Linked DNA regions of Sus scrofa: region 2 is linked to region 1. The links are chromatin contacts, called in public HiChIP or PLAC-seq maps. All regions are on one chromosome and are shown on one strand. Each heading gives the region's core, a stretch centred on a gene start, on an enhancer-like site or on the middle of the called end of the contact. The rest is flanking DNA. Distances are from core to core; before and after follow the strand shown.

Region 1 (4,875 bases), core at 1,436-3,935:
GAGGACTATTAAAAGGTATAAACTTCCAGTTGTAAAATGAGTCATGGGTATAAAAAAAAAAAGAAAAAAGAAAAGATTGCTGCTACAGGTGCAGCCATGAGAAAGACAGAAAAAGAAAGGAGGAGGAGAGAAAGAAAGAAACAGAAAGAAAGAAAGAAAGAAAGAAAGAAAGAAAGAAAGAAAGAAAGAAAGAAAGAAAGAAAGAAAGAAAGAAAGAAAGAAAGAAAGGAGGGAGGGAGGGAAAGGAAGGAAAGAAGGAAGGAAATGAGCCTATCTATAAAACAGACTCAAGGACATAGAGAACAGACCTGTGGTTGCCAAGCGGGAGGGAGAGGAGGAAGTGGAACGGATGGGGAGTTTGGGGTTGGTATTACATTTAGAATGGATAAGCAACACAGGGAATTATATTCAATCTCTTGGGAGAGGATAGAACATGATGAAGACAGCATGAGAAAAAGAATGTGTACACCTGTATGACTCCGTCACTATTATACAGCAGAAACTGACACACTGCAAATCAACTATACTCTAATAAAAATAAAAGAAAAAGAAAAGATTGCAATGCCATACACATTTGAAAATTTAAAAACATACTACATGGATCAAGTAAGAAATCATAATAAATTAGAAAGTATTCAGAAATGAATGATAATGAAAACACTACATAGAAATATTTGTGTAATATAATTAAAGCAGTATATAATGAAAGTATATTGTTAATAAATCTGTGATTCTTAAAATTCCCAGACCCACAAAATGATCCAGGAACTTGACAGAAATGCAATTTTCAGTCTTCACCCAAAATATATTGAATCAGAAATTCTGAGAGTGGAGTACGGATTTTACCAAGACACGAGGTAATTCTGATGTACGCTCAAGGTGTTTTTTTTGTTTTTGTTTTGCTTTTTAGGGTCACATTGGTCAAATTGGAGCTACAGCTGCCTGCCTACACCACAGCCATAGCAACATGGGATCCCAGACACATCTGCAATGTACAACACAGTTCACAGCAATGCTGGATCCCTGACCCACTGAGTGAGGCCAGGGATCAAACCCACAGCCTCATGGATACTAGTCAGATTTGTTTCTGCTGCATCACAATGGCAACTCCGCATGCTCAAGTTTGAAAACCACTGCCTTAGATGTACATGCTGAAAAAAAAGAGGAGGGTTAACAGCAAACATCCAATTCAAGAATTTAGGACAAAAGAACATTAATATCAACCCAAAAATAATAAAAGGAAGAAAAGAATGGTGTGAAGGGCAGAAAATTTCTTTACAATGTATTTTAATGGCTTTAATTCTATGTTAGGACTCTTAGGCATTATCTTTGCTTCTGGGTTGTAACGATCCCAATTTTCCTCCAGGTTGACTCTGACTGGGGAGCGCCTCACTGCAAGGAAGTTGAGCAAAGAAGAAAAGAATGTTTCAAGATCTCTCATTTAATGTCTCTCATTCTCATACATACGCATACTTTTTTTCTGGATAGAATCATAATAGGATATTAAAAATGCTTTTCCTTGGGGAAAGGGACTTGGGGTAAAAGAGGCACAATTTTCATTTTTTTCTTTCAAAATATTTCCCTTCAGTTTGAATTTATAATCCTATACATATATTACTTTTACGTTTTTAAAAATGATAACAAGGGTTATTTGTACTGTGAGATAATGGGTAACTTTTATTAAAAAAATTTAGTTAATATTATACTATTGTTAACAGCAATAACAGCAAACCAAGTCCCATATCTGGATTGGATCAGAACATTTTTTGCCTAATTCACAATTTCTTTATGGGAATAAATTAGCAGTCTCATAAAATGTGCAAGCAATTTTCTGATAAACTCTAAAGGAATCGAAAATTTGTTCTAAGAAACCCACTCACCCATATGCCAGTCAAGAACCTAATTACTTCTACCCAAATGCAATTTTCTTATCTAACAATGATTATCTATTTCTACACAATATCCCTATCAAGAGTAAATCTTTGAATTAGCTTGGTAGACTCCTTCTCCTTTGCAGCAAGATTTGTAATAATTTTTTTTTCCTGAGGCATGCATAAGTTCCTGGGCAGGTATCCAACCCTCACCACAGCTGTGACTAGAGCAGGAACAGCGACAATGATGGGTCCTTTAACCGGTAGGCCACCAGGGAACTCCCAAGATTTGAAATAAATTTTAATGAACGGTCTTAACTAAATCACTTGGAAATACATCCTTTAACAGCGTTTTAAAACGGCATGTTTTCGAGACCTTCAAAAACGTGGAAAATGTACACCTCGGTCACCAATCTAACGGAAAGAGGGGTTGATGGCTGATGGCCATAGAACTATACGAATAGAACTAATTCATTCATTCGACAAGTATTTGAGTTCGCACGTATGCCAGGCTTTCGTATTCGAGTTCTACCACGTGCTAGGTACGGTTCTAGGCTTGCGGGACAGAAATACGAACAAACGGTGTTGGGGGAATAAAACTACGGTACCCCACAGTATCTCGCGCTTCTTCCTCTTCCCGGGTGGGCGCTTCTCGCCACTAATCTCTTCCCATGATTCCAGCCGTGCGGAAAAGCCCCGCCCGCTGGTGTGCCATTTGCCTAGTCTCTTAGGAAGAGATGGACTACAACTCCCATAGTGCCATAGTGGGGCTCCTTGTAAGGGCTCCACCTCTACCCCCCCCAACCCCGGCCCTATGGAGGACGACTACAGTTCCCAGGGTGCTTTGCTTCCTATTTTGGGTGTAATTGCTTCTTTCCTGGTGCCGGACGCGGTAGAAGCGATCAAGAGTGCCAGGCCCGGGGTTCTCTGTGTCCTTCCCCGGGGTAGGGACGAGGCAGTGTCTTGACTTTTGGGCGCAGGGCCCAAGAGGGAGCGCGGGAGGCACCGTCCCTCCTGTACGCCTCACCTCACGCTACTCTCCGTCTTCTCCGACTTCCGCCGCCTGGACGGCTCCCGACCGACCGCCCGGGGCAGAGGTGGAAGTCTCGGACGCGGGGGCTGTGGCGAGGCCGCGGCCCTCGGAGCGGAGATAGCAGCGTCAGCGCTGGGGAAGCGCAGGAAGGAAGATGGCGTCGGAGCTGGAGCCCGAGGTGCAGGCCATCGACCGGAGTTTGCTGGAATGTTCGGCTGAGGAGACCGCGGGGGTGAGTGCCGGGACCCGGGCGGAGACGTCCGGCTGTCGCAGGCCGCGCCCCGGGGGAGGAACCGACTCCTGGAAATCCGGGAGCTGCCGGGCCCGGACTTGGGGTGACGACCGCGCCGGCTTCTCGGTTCTCGCCCTGTGGGTAACGGCCCAGGGAGGCCCCAGATTCTGCTCCTGTCCTTCTGTCTTTATCCACAAATAGCCCGCAAGTCTGCTGGATGCACAGCCACCTTCACGTTCCTTTTCGCGCTTCCATTATTTCTCCCAGGAAGTCCCTAACCCAGGGCCTTTGCCTTTTATGCCAACTCTTGGAAGATAGGAGGGAGAGACGCTTCCTGGTGCTTGGGGTACTTTATCCCTTCTGCTTCCTTTTCCTGAGATAAGCTGAGCCTTGCCTCCTCCTCTGAAACCTGCTACCTCACTTTGTTTCTGGGACCGCTCTAGGCACCGAAGGATGCAAACGATATCGTTCTTCCTCTTTACCCTGTTTTGTGCGTTTTTGCACCTGTTTGGTCAGTCGACAGCGTTGATGAATGTGCAGAAAGTAGTGTCTTGACACGTTTACTGAGATTGAGAAAGTAGTGGTGGAGACTGGGAGATTAAAAATAATTTTTCCAGGAGTTGGGGGTAGTTGGGTGGATAAACGAACATTATATAACTTTGAGAGAACAACTCTTAGTAAATGGATGCTAATAATGTGAAGTTTGGTCATGGTATAGTGGGGGCAGTTATGCCCCAAACTTAAAGCATTCAGACCCAGTATTGTACTGAAACTGTAATATGAATATGCTTGTATAAGTAGCAGAGTTGTAAAATAATTAACAAAACTTTATGGCATCTTTCCTTAAGAACACGGAACACCTATTAGAACAGATCGTTCGGAATGATTAAGAATGGACCCAAACAGCTGAGGCCCCACCTCTAAGGCCTTGGATTTAAAAAGCTGCTAGGAAGGGAGTGACCTTTGAACACAAGTCAACAATCTGAATGTTAGGAACAAAATTTCAGTGGTGTTCTGTAGTGAGTTATTTCGGGGTGAATTGATGACAGTAAAGTTGTAGTGGAAATAAATCACAGGAATAGAGGTGAAACATTTGAAGAAATACATTGTTGAATGATGAGTCTTTGTTTTTTTGTTTGTTTTTTAGTCTAGATGTGTTTTCATTTACTTTCTGCTTAATATTGCAACAATCCAAGGATTTTCCCCACCTGCCTTTCATTTATAAAGAGACTTGAAAAAGAAAATGAAAGTAAATAGTAAAATGGTAATGACAGTTACTGCCTATCCATGTCATCCTGTCAGTACCCATATTGACATCTAATCTCCTCAAAAAAAATTTTTTTTTTACTCCTACGGAGTTTTGTTGACCGAGCGATACAGGTTATGCACTCTAGTTTCCAAATTCTGCAAGTGCAAACTATTAAGTAATTAGAGCCTCTCCAATTTGTTGTGGTTCCTGAGGAAGCTAGTTTAAAACCGCTGCTGGAGACCAACACTCCTAGTCCTTGTGCAGTGAAATTCTCACGCAGGTATAGTAGAGGAAATTAAGGGAAATGCAATCAGAATTTATTAATTTGGCCTTAGTTTGAGTTTGTGAAGATCACAAACTCTGTTCTAGTTTTCTCTTTTCCTTGTTAGAGTTGATTCCGCACATATGACTTGCCCAGCATTTCTTAAGTCTGCCTCCATTTCATGCTCCACAGATTTGATTATATGTTCCCATAGATGATTATGACTTA
Region 2 (4,942 bases), core at 1,099-3,598, 170 kb after region 1:
TTAAGGATCCGGCGTTGCTTTGAGCTGTGGTGTAGGTTGCAGACGAGGCTCGGATCCCGAGTTTCTGTGGCTCTGGTGCAGGCGGGTGGCTACAGCTCCGATTAGACCCCTAGCCTGGGAACCTCCATATGCCCAGGGAGCGGCCCAAGAAATGGCAAAAAGACAAAAAGACAAAAAAAAAAAAAAAGAAAGAAAGAAAAGAAAAATGGTGTTAACAGAACCTACCTCATAAGATTTTGAGGACTTAATAAGTTTTTATGAGTAAGGTGCTTACAGTGGTATCTATGGCATTTTAAGTGCACAAAAAAATTGGTAAACTATTTTGGCATTACAGTTGGTTAAGACTGATGAGGAACTTGGGGTCCGTGCCAGAACTTTGGATGACTAGCAGGATGCCAGAAACTCAAGCTAACATGCAGCTGAAGACCAAAGAGGAGTCCTTTCAGCGCCCCACTGAAAAATATCTATAGGGATCAAACCTGCAATTCAAAGAAGCTTTTGGTTAATGTCAGTTTTAACAGGTTTGATACCTTACTTCCACATTAACTGGCTCCCAATAGAGCCCTCCTGAATTCTTTTTATTAAACGAGTATTACTGAAAGCCTACTTTATTTTTTTTTATTTTCCCACTGTACAGCAAGGGGGTCAGGTTATCCTTACATGTATACATTACAATTACATTTTTTCCCCCCATGAAAGCCTACTTTATTGTGCAGTAAGGTTTTGTTTTGTTTTGTTTTTTGCCTTTTTTTAGGGCCGCACACTGTGCAAATGGAGGTTCCCAGGCTAGGGGTCAAATCAGTTACAGCTGCCGGCCTATGCCACAGTCAAGCAACGCAGGATCCAAGCCGAGTCTGCGACCTACACCACTGCTCACAGCAACGCCGGATCCTTAACCCACTGAGTGAGGTCAGGGATTCAACCGGCAACTTCATGGTCCCTAGTTGAATTCGTTTCCACTGCGCCACAACGGGAATTCCATCGTGCAGTAAGTTTTAAACAGCACAAATCGTGTAAAAACCAACACACAACTACACCCTTTTGCTCTTATGGCTTCACACTTATCAAAGAAAAGCTCCTAGACATTACCAAAATAGGAAAAATTCTTTAAAGTGCCAGACCTGTCACAAATTTAATGTAGATCAAATGTAGCAGCTTATCACAATCTCGTCTTAAAATAATGAAAACATATACGGCGTGAAAACAATAGGTACACTTTGCAGTCCCATTAGCCGGAGTCAGTCCCACATGGGAAGGAGTAGGAGTGAAGAAAAGCGTGACAACTGCTTTAGTCCCACTGGATCCTTCGCTCTTCTTCCGGAAGAATGCTCCAGTTTGGGGAGGCCACATCCCGGGCCAGCCAGTTGAAATCGTCAACGTCGTTCCAGTTATTTTTGCTCCTATCTAAACCAGAGCCCTCAAAGTCCTTGTCGATCCCCGGGTAGCTCCAGGTGTAGGGGGCGAACTGGATCCCCGTGCAGTCCTCCACGATGGCCCTGCTGGTCACCAGCAGGAAGACGCGGGTGTCTTTTGTGGTGTGTACGCGGAGCTGCTGGCAGGCCACAGCCAGCACGCAGTCACTGCAGTCCTCCAGGAACACAGAGGTGGACACGGGGCCGCAGAGCAGCGTGCAGCCTCGGGCCTTGGTTAGCCGCAGAGTATTGGGATTGCCATACAATTTGATCGTGCAATTACTCAGTTGGGTCAAAAGGACGTCGCGCTGGTGCAGCTCGTCGGCTCTCTTCTCCAAGACTTCGGACTGCAGGTTGGAGAAGCCGCAGACCCAGCTGGAGTCGAAGCCTCCCTCCTCCTTCAAGGGCGGAGAGGAGGCCAGGATGCCGTCAGCAGCCGGGGCGCCGGGAGCCGAGTCTACTTTGGTGGCTGAAGCGATATCCTTCCTGCGAGTCTTGAAAGCGAAACGCTTCTTAGGCTGCAGCTCCTGACGCCGCTTGGCCAGGGCCGCCTGCAGCCGCGCCAGCACCTCTTGTCCCTGCCGCAGATCGTAGGCGGCCAGGAACAAAACCGAATCGTTGATAAGTTTCTGCAGCCCCTGTAGCCGAGCGGCCGCCTCCTCCAGCTTCTCGACGGACTCCCCGCCTTCCAGAAGCTCTTCCACGGCCGATCGCTCCCGAGCGAAGGCGGCGGCGAAAAAGTCGCTCTTTTCCTCCTCCACCTCCTCGTTCTGCCGCTTTTGCTTCCGCCTTTCCACCTCCAGTTGCCGCTCTTGTTCTCGCCTCTGAAGCCGCTCGGGCACCAAGCTCCGGTCCCACTGGGACCCCAAGTCCCCGTTCCGCACAGCAGCAGCAGCCGCAGAGAAACTACTATCCTCCATCTTGACTTCAAGCTTCCTTTCTCCTGCCTTCCTTCTCCGGGCGCGCCCTTCGCGAAGCCTCCCACCAACGCGCCTTGTGATTGGTCGGACATGCTGACGTCAGACCCCGGCCTTATTTTCTTTGCCCATTGGCTTCTTGGCGTTGGAGGGGCGGGGCCGTGGGGCGGGGCCGACTGGCGGGGGGGTGGGGAGACAAAGGTCCTTGTGGATGGGTGGGGTGGGAGGCAGGCGGGGGAAGCTTTTTTTCCTCTTAAAGGGGCAGGACTTATATCCGGGATTGTGGGGTGAGTTGCAGCAGCGGCAGCTGCACATGTGGGTTTGTTTATAAGAACAAGGTTAGAAACTCGCAGGCCTCCCCCTCCCCCCCAGCTCCTCCCTACTACCCCCTTACAGGCCGGAGAACCGCTACTGGTGGGGGGAATGTGTGCGTGCGGTGGTGGGGGGGACAGGTAGTGGTGAGAAAGATGGAGGGGGGGATATTACACCGCCCGGCCCGCGCCGGAGGAAGCGGCAGCTGGAACAGCTGTCTAGGGAGCCGCTCGCATGCCTCAGTTTTTTTCTTTTCCCTTCCACCACCCCTTCCCCCAACCCATTCCTGCCGCCCCCAAACCCTCATCCTACCCGCCCTCCCCCTCCCCCCGCCGCTGCAGTTCGGCGTGGCCTGGGGCTCCTGGATCCCCGCAGGCAGTTACCGGGGCGGGAGAAGGCGAGGGGCTCCGGTATGCGACGTACTGGGCTCCTCACTGCAACCGGGTTCAGGGGGTCCTGGGGGAGTCTCAAAAAGGATTTATATTTTTTGGCCAATTACTGCAGTCGGAGGGGTGGGGGGAGGGTAAGATTCCACACCCCCTTCCTCTTCCTCCCACGCCCTCCCCCCTTTCGCCGTCACAACCTCGGCAGCTGGGCGCCGCTGGCCGCGCCCGGGTGAGACCTCAGCTCGGGCTCAGGCTCTCTGTGGGGCCGTCGGTCTTTAGGAAGGCGATGGGGGAAATGTTACATTATTTCTAGAGGTGGTGGGAGGGATTTGTCACCGGAAGTGGATGAGCCTAGCCTAAAGTCGGGACCAGCCAGAGGTGTGAGTGGGCAGCCCAGACGGCGTAGTCACTGGCAAAACCCAGGGCAGCGGGCCGGGCGAGAGCTGGGGCGCGGCCGGCACCGGCGCTCGGCGACCTCGCGTGCTAGGTGCAGCCCGGCGGAGCTCGGGGGCCTCCGACCCGGCCCGCCCTTCCCGTCTTTGGTTTCACTCTTAACCTCCACCTCCGTTCCCAGCATCAGTCGGGGTATTTAACTGCCCAAGAAATTGTCACTTGAAATTTCACTGATAATACCTGCATTTTGATGCAGAGGGAGATGGGAGGAAGCGAGAGAATGGAGAGTCGTTTCCGATTGTTCACGCCGCTTTCTCCTCCTTTCCTTTCCATTTTAAGCCCAAACCAAAAACAAACATAAATTCCCATGTTTCTCCGCTGAAAATCAGCACAGGTCACACTGTTTGGCATATTCCACTCGGGGGGTGGGGGTTATTGTATGTTTGTATGTGTGTGAACGTGTACCCGATGGAAACGGGGGTGCTGAAAAAAATCCTGTGTACGCTTGTGGTATATCTAAGTTTTCATTCGCTTTGTTTCATGGGCAAGAGAGATGGAGGCCCTGGGGGTTTTGTGAGGTCTGGTGAATGAAATATAACTGGTGATCTTATGTGAGTCGTACCGGGAATGCAGTAGCTGCTTTATTTTATGAAGGGTTGGGTTAACCAAGGGAGCCTTAAAAGATTTATTTTTGCTAGGGAAAAAGACCTGACCTGCCTCTTTTAAGTTTTTCACCTATTGAATCTTTCCCACTCAAATGATGAAGGTCTGTAGCCAAACAAGGTTTATTGGATTTGGGAGTTGCAGGTGGGGTGAGGCAACATTTTTGTATTAACTATAGTGACTCTAGGATAGGGGCTTGTGTTGTCTGTATCAGAAGTGGGACGGAAGGTCATTCATTTAACCCTTTTGAGAACTTCATTTCTGCTCATCAAGAGGTTTTGGCATAGAGTCCAGTTGACTTTGGAAGTTTCTGAATATTTTGAGTTGGCTAGTTCAAACTTTTCTGAGAAAATGGCAGAAAAGGACAAGAATGTACAGGTCACCCTACTGACCCAGTGTGTGGGAGGCTCTTTCAAAGACTGGGAATGGACAGCGATCAGTTGTATGGTCATCATAAAGCATTGGCTTGACAGTTCTTGACAGACCCTGGCACAACTGCAAGCCAAGGTAGGTGGTCAAGACATGGGCTTAATGTGCCCAAAGCAGTAGGCATTGCCAGACTACTTGCCTGTTCTGACATTTGAGGGCAGTTGATTCAGTGTGCATCTTTGAACTGGATTCCAGCTTCTCAGAGGTAAGTGCCTGTTCTGATGGAAGGAAAGAGGGGGGGTACATTACAGCAGAAACGTGGTAGAAGGCAAGCAACCAATGAGTTCTGAGTCCTGCTTTCAAAGATACTTTTCAGGACTTGTGAATCAGAATACTACTCTCTTATACACATCTTGCAAAGTGAAAGAATTCGAAGGTGTTACAGACTTTAAACATTTTTTAACAAAAACGTAGACACTTTAATCGTTCT

Evidence for each region. HiChIP or PLAC-seq counts read pairs in DNA pulled down with a chosen protein or histone mark.
Region 2: an H3K27ac HiChIP or PLAC-seq map of skeletal muscle shows a contact between it and region 1. The contact joins the promoter of TBCC here to the promoter of UBR2 in region 1. A contact is called at or near these places in 2 of 47 Hi-C or Micro-C datasets (heart right ventricle and psoas muscle) and 2 of 2 datasets of contacts at active chromatin or transcription factors (alveolar macrophages and skeletal muscle).

Annotation. Positions count from the first base shown.
Region 1 is chr7:37,653,123-37,657,997 of Sscrofa11.1, forward strand. UBR2 (E3 ubiquitin-protein ligase UBR2) reads left to right here and starts at 2,686. Exons shown (of 47, transcript XM_021098699.1): 1 at 2,686-3,136. The coding sequence starts at 3,059.
Region 2 is chr7:37,821,646-37,826,587 of Sscrofa11.1, forward strand. TBCC (tubulin folding cofactor C) reads right to left here and starts at 2,349. Exons shown (of 1, transcript NM_001258407.1): 1 at 1,119-2,349. The coding sequence starts at 2,332. The coding sequence ends at 1,289.